Linked DNA regions of Pan troglodytes: region 1 is linked to region 2. The links are chromatin contacts, called in public HiChIP or PLAC-seq maps. All regions are on one chromosome and are shown on one strand. Each heading gives the region's core, a stretch centred on a gene start, on an enhancer-like site or on the middle of the called end of the contact. The rest is flanking DNA. Distances are from core to core; before and after follow the strand shown. Region 1 holds the start of SRSF3 (serine and arginine rich splicing factor 3). Region 2 holds the start of KCTD20 (potassium channel tetramerization domain containing 20).

Evidence for each region. HiChIP or PLAC-seq counts read pairs in DNA pulled down with a chosen protein or histone mark.
Region 1: a contact with region 2 is called in an H3K4me3 HiChIP or PLAC-seq map of stem cell-derived excitatory neurons, with 4 times the contacts expected there. The contact joins the promoter of SRSF3 here to the promoter of KCTD20 in region 2. A contact is called at or near these places in 1 of 7 Hi-C or Micro-C datasets (stem cell-derived neural progenitor cells) and 1 of 1 datasets of contacts at active chromatin or transcription factors (stem cell-derived excitatory neurons).

Annotation. Positions count from the first base shown.
Region 1 is chr5:42,466,129-42,469,521 of NHGRI_mPanTro3-v2.0_pri, reverse strand. It overlaps SRSF3 (serine and arginine rich splicing factor 3), which reads right to left and starts at 1,598. Exons shown (of 6, transcript XM_001173216.7): 1 at 710-1,598.
Region 2 is chr5:42,314,733-42,318,067 of NHGRI_mPanTro3-v2.0_pri, reverse strand. It overlaps KCTD20 (potassium channel tetramerization domain containing 20), which reads right to left and starts at 1,733. Exons shown (of 8, transcript XM_527371.7): 1 at 1,390-1,733.

The DNA of each region.
Region 1 (3,393 bases), core at 349-2,848, 150 kb before region 2:
TCAATAATTCAGCTGAAGTGCTTTCCATAAACACCACGTTCTTCTTACTCTGGGCTTGTCTAATTAAAATATCCAGTCCAGACACATCTTATTTGCTGTGACCACACCCTGTGCCCAGGAGTAAGTTCTAAGACCAAACCACTGGTGAAAATTTTTAAAAACATTGCTGGTACCTGTCTTAAGCCTACATTTTAATGGGAAGCGGCTGAAAGAACGAATCTTAAGTTCAAGGAAGATCTTTCGGTCTTAGAAAAAGATGATTAGATTCAGGCTGCAAAATCTGAAACTACATGAAAGTAAAGGTGACTACGGGGGCCATTTAATATGAACTGAAAGGTCCGGTCTTGGTGACTTTACAAAAACATTCTGAGAAGCTTCCCAATTAAATGAGGGGCCAAAAAAAAAAGGCGCCATAAAAATAAAAAGGCCGTGACCTGGAATACAACTCGGCTATCGGCTCCCCTTTGTGGTTCCCAACTCCCAGGTAACCCCCTATCCTGGCTCATGCCCCAATGAGAAATATAAACATCTCCACTCCAAGACTAGGAAACCCTCTGATGGGCCGGGAGCCCCCGCCACCGCCCCGTGCTGAACGTCACAAAATGGCGGCGGCGCCTCTTTGTCTCAATCTGGCGCCGCCATTGGGCCTGGCTCCTTGGTACAGTTAAATTCCACTTTCACCTCATTCCCTCTTTCGCTGGTCTCTTACCGAGATCTAGGGTTAAAAAATGCGGCGGCTCAAATCCACACGCTCCGATGAGTCTTCCCGCTTTCCTCCGGCCCGACGCCAACCAACTCTCTCACTCACCCGGCGTCCACGAAATGGCGGACCACCGCCTTCTCCTCGCCTTTATTTATACGCCATACTGGAATCACATGATTGGACGGGCTCCCCCAATGAGAAGCAGAAGAGGCCGTGACGTAATGGCTACAAACGCGCGAGAGCCGCGGTTGCTGGGAGCGCGCTCTGGCGGTTGCGCCGGGTGGGTGGAGACGTGCGTCGGCGCGCGCTCGTTGTAACAGGCCTGGTGCTCCCTCGAGCGTTCCTCCCGGTCTGTCGACCTCCAGGTTACCCACAGACTCCTCTTCCTCACCTCCAAATAGGCTGGGGCTTCATAAACAGCACCGTCGCCGTCACGCTCAAACACTAATAGGAGCCGTTGGCCCCTAACAAGATTAAGAGATGAATTAATTAAGTGCTTCACCCTTGTGAGCGGTTAGTCTGGAACTAAGAGCATCGCGTTTACAAACAGGTCACGGAGCTGTTTGTGACCCAGCTGGCACCAGACTGTGGCCGCCTAGATTCCACACTGAAGGAAAAGCCTGGTTTGGAAAGTTTGCCCAACTCTTGCTGGTTTCTCGTCTCTCACGCAAACTTGCAGGACTTGGCGCCGACAGCAAAGGAGACCGGTCAGGTGACCTGGAAACTATCACCTTTAGCAAACACCCGGAAAGGGAAGTTTCTGAAGAAGATTGAATGTAAATTCTGGCCCCCAAGCAAATGCCAGGAGGGGTATCTCGAGCCTTTCTCCTAGCAGCCCTTGCACTGCCTGGCATGTATTTTGTCCGGGCCACTTCCCTTAGGAAGACAGAGCCGCAAGAGTAATTAAGGGGAGAGAGACTGTGATTGGGTTAGAAAAATCACCAAGGGCTGGGCGCGGTGGCTCATGCCTGTAATCCCAGCACTTTGGGAGGCCGAGGCAGGCGGATCACTTGAGATCAGGAGTTCAAGACCAGCCTGGCCAACATGGTGAAATCCCGTCTCTATTAAAAATACAAATATCTGGGCATGGTGGCAGGCGCCTGTTAATCCCAGCTACTTGGGAGGTTGAGAGCAGGAGAATCGCTTGAACCCAGGAGGCGGAGGTTGCCGTGAGCTGAGATCCTACCACTGCACAAAAAAAAGAGAGAGAAAAAGAACCTGTCTTTTTATTTATTCCCTCTTAGCTGAAAGATATGCCAATTATTATGTTTTATCTTTTTTCTTTTTTTTTTTTCTTTTTTTTTTTTTTGAGATGGAGTCTCGTTCTGTTGCCCAGGCTGGAGTGCAATGGCGCGACCTAGGCTCACTGCAAACTCCGCCTCACGGGTTCAAGCGATTCTCCTACCTCAGCTTCCCGAGTAGCTGGGATTGCAGGCAACTGCCACCACACCCGGCTAATTTTTGTATTTTTAATAGAGACGGGGTTTCACCATGATGGTCAGGCTGGTCTCGAACTCGCCACCTCAGGCGATTCTCCCGCCTCGGCCTCCCAAAGTGCTGGTATTACAGGCGTGAGCCACAGCACCCGGCCAGCCAATTAATATGTTTTAACTTTCCCAGGTATTTTTCTTTTGAAGCCTTACCTCTTATTGTGGTTCTAAAAGGTTTATCTGTAGTGGAGGAGAAAAATACAGATTTATTACATCTCAGCCTAGTTTCCTCACCTGTAAAAGGGGGGAAGGGGATCCTAGCAAACCTTTTCTTATTTCTCTCTCGTCTAGATTTTTTTTTTTCTGGCTCACTTATATTTGCCTTGATTTGTTCCCCTCCTCTATGTAAGCTTTTCTCCTCTTTTTCATTTTCTTTCCTTCTATCAAATCAAAGGCTCTGGAGTCAGGCAGTCCTGGATTTGGCCCCAGCCCCCACTGCTAGTTACTGGCTGAAGCATCCTGAGAAGAACGTTTAACCTCTCTGTTTCCTCTGTATAAAATAACCCCAAGCTTGCAGCGTTACAGATGTTAGGTTTTCTCACTTTGGCCAATTGTGGTCACACCTGCATCCCCAGGGCTTGGAAACGATACAGCAGCCAAGCAATACATATTTGTTTATTTTTAGTTATTTATTTATTTTTGAGACTCTGGGTCTGGCTCTGTCACCCAGGCTGGAGTACAGTGGTTCGATCTCGCCTCACGGCAACGTCCACCTGCCGGGCTCGAGCAATTCTCCTGCCTCAGCCTCCCCAACAACTAGGACCACAGGCGCGAGCACAAATGCCCAGCTAATTTTCGTATTTTTTGTAGAGACAGGATTTCACCATGTGGCCCAGGCTGGTCTAGAACTCCTGAGCTCAAAGCCATCCACCCTCCTCTGCCTCCCAAAGTGCTGGGATTACAGCCATGAGTCACGGCACCTGGCCTTTTTTTTTTTTTCCTTTTTTTTCTTTCTTTTTTTTTTGAAACAGGGTCTTGCTGTCTTACTCAGACAGGAGGGCAGTGGAGCAAACTTCGCTCACCACAACCTGGACCTCGTGGGCTGGACCTCATAGGTTAAAATTAGCCACCATGCCTGGCTAATTTTTTGATTTTTTTGTAGAGGAGTCTCACTTTGCTGCCCAGATTGGTCTTGAACTCCTGGCCTCAAACAAGTCTCTCAAAGTGCTGGGATTACAGGCGTGAACCACTGTGCTGGGC
Region 2 (3,335 bases), core at 484-2,983:
ATGATACTAGAAGCAGCCCTCAGAAGGAAAAGATTAATGGGCTATCTCTAAACCACCAGAGCAATATCGGAATATGCATGAAAATCATTTCCTACCCCGTGTCAGGGTCAAAAAAAAGCACTATCTTTTCTCATATTGGCTTCTGGAGAGTCAGGGCTTCTTGTCCTACGACTGGTTTAGGGCAGGGGAGGAAAACATCGACAAAGGGTTAAGGCTGTTGGGCAGTTTTTAAAATTCCCAGCCCAGCCTAAAGGTGGTGTCTGTCAACGTGTGGTCGGTCCCTGGATCATCAGTAACAGACCAAGAGTGCAGGTGCTTGCTTAAATCCCAGACTCAGGGACCCATCACAAATCTCTAGAATCAAATTTATGGAAGAGGTGCTAGGGTACTGCAACCTTATTACTAAGGAACAATCTTCTGTTTCAGAACTATGGCCTAGGAATTGGGGTTTCAGGTGGGGGCCTTGAGCGGAAGTCCTCTGACTCTGGATTCATCACATCCGACAGACACTACTACAACACTTTGTTTTGAAGACCATTAAAAAACTACCTCAACTTCTCGCACAGCGAACAGGAACAAAACTAAGGACTCTGGGAGATATTTTCATAAGCTGGTTAAACAGTTCCTTCACAGCCTTGTTTATCATGTTAGTTTGTTCACTAGATTCTTATTTAAAAATAAATCTCTTCAACTGAGGAATTTTCAGAAAGAATCACAAACTCCAAAATAGAAGAGTTTTCTCATAGTGCAGAACTGGGCTTGTAAACCTGAAGACACTGCTATAAAAAGCAAAGTTTTATTTAAAAGAAAATTGCTGGTTAAGGCTTTCCCCAGCTCTTTTGCACTCAGAGCCACGGATGAAAGCTGGCAATTTGCGGGTGGCAGGGAAGGAAGACGCGGAAACAGGGCTGAAAAGACCGAGCAAAATGCGCTCGGCACCAGAGTTCAGGAGGAAGTCCCTACCAACTACCTAATTTTTAATGGAGCCAATTAATTGCCAGAAAAACCGCGTCTGCAAATGTTTTGCCAGTCAACACTCCAGGTTCTCGCCATTCCTCTCCGGCGGGATAAACCACCCGAGGCCTGCAAAAAGCAGTCAAGCAGTCAAGTTACACTTCAGCTGTGCCCACCACCTGGGCGCAGCGTCGCCTCCCTCCCCAGGATCACCAGACTCTGCCCTCCGCGCGGAAACAGGAGCCCATCAAGCCGCTGCCCACAGGTTCCTCGCGCCCAGCTCAGCCCCGCGGCCTTTCGACTCGGGGGTCCGAACCGCCGCCGCGTCCGGAGGAGACGCCCCCTCGGCCACAAAGGGAAGACTCGGGCCACGCCCGCCGCCACACTCTCCCTGCCCGGTCTTCGCGCCCGAAACCGTACCGCGCCGCCACTTACTCGTTGCTCCCCGCCGCGCTGTCGCGCTCAGGGCTGGAATCCGCCCGGGAGGCGCGCGCAGGCCGCGCAGCCAGAAGCCGCAGCCGGGACCGGCTGTGCCGCAGCGGCGCGCGCCCCCCGCCCCGGACCGCGCGGCCACGCGGCTGAGTCACCCAGCGCTTCACGTTAAGAGTCCTCTCCGCGCGTGGCACGCCGGGAAGGCCGTGTCGGGGGACCCCGTCCGGGGCCGCACCGTAAATGGGTGTCGCCTTTCCTCCAGTCCACTCTGCACCCAACCTCAGCGGGCGCACTTTTCTGAGTTGCGCATACCCTCTCAATTATTAAAGGTTGCAGACGGAAAAGTTAGTAGTTTTCAGAATTGTAGAATACGCTCGTGCAGCGCCAGGACGGCTAATGCTTACCCGAAAATGTGGAACCCTGATCTCCCCATGCGTGGAGCGAGGTTGGAGGTAGCGTAGTAAGAATACTGGAGTTGCTTAAACGCATTTGCTCGAAAGTCACTACCCTGGATATATATTCTGGCCAAAAGAAAGGGGAAAAAACTCCACATTTTTCTCAAATACTGAGTTTCATGAAGGTACCTGCTATGACAAAGTTGTATTACAAATTTTAAATCAACCGGAAGCAAGTTACTGGGAAAACTGTGTTATGAGTAAAAGATTTCAACATTCAAAAAACATCTATATATGGTCCATGTCCTATAAACCAAATGCTGGAAAACCCAAAAGGAAGTTCTTATTGTCATGGTTTCTAGTGGCTTTTGTACTTTTAAAAATTACACTAGACCGGGCTTGGTGGCTCACGCCTGTAATCCTTGCACTTTGGGAGGCCGAGGCGGGCAGATCACCTGAGGTTGGGCATTCCAGACCAGCCTGGCCAACATGATGAAACCCTGTCTCTGCTAAAAATACAAAAATTAGCCGGGCGTGGTGGTGGGCGCCTATAACCCTAGCTGTTTGGGAGGCTGAGGCAGGAGAATCACTTGAACCCAGGAGGCAACTGGGAGGTTGCAGTGAAGTTCCCTCTCAAATATATATATATATATATATATATATATATATATATATATACTAATTAAATATACTGATTATGCAAACTATTTGTAAATTGTTGAAAGCTCTATAAACTAATAATAGCACAAATTTTAAAATTCGAAGTCGATTTTCCTTTTCCTTACAAGAGACTCTCTAAAAACTAATTTGGAATTGGATTAGAATTGGTGTTGAAGTGGAAGGAATGTAAGAAAATAGTTTGACTCATTTCAGTAGGTTTCACATGGTTAACGGATACTTGTACAGCAAATTTGTTTTATCAGGGTCAAAAACTTTAATTTTCAAAACTGAAGACATAAATTTTTTCATTATAATTTGGTCTTAGAGGCCTAGAGGGTCATTTTCCATTTCTATTCTCCCTCGTTTATGACTATAAAGTATGCAGGACTGTATTGTGTTTATCTCAACATGGACTAGGCTGTGAGGCTGCACTCGTCATCTGTAAGTCAGTCTCACGTCCCCACGGTGACTCAGCTTCCCTGCTGCTTGCGTCTGTGGCTCTGCCCTCCCAGCACTTCCGGGCTGGCAGAAGATCTAGATTGGAGAATCCTGTAAGGGCTCTCCTTTACCTCTGCCAGAAGTGAGTGGCCTTTTCACTTCTGCTGACGTTTCGCTGTCCTGAACTAGTCACCAGGCTCAACCTGACTGACTCTAAGAAGGCTGTGAGATATAAATTCCTGTATGCCTGGAGAAAAGGAATATGAAAAAAGATTTAGTAAACACATGGCTATAAACCAATTTGAGTGAGTTATAGGCTCCAAACTTTACAACAGTAGCAGAATAGAGGATTGTTCAAACTAATGCCTTTATTTCCATTTTTATAAAGTACAGTGTTATAGCCTTTGAGTCAAAGAAAAATAAAAACCCTTCTGACATTCCTGCAAAACAGTTCTT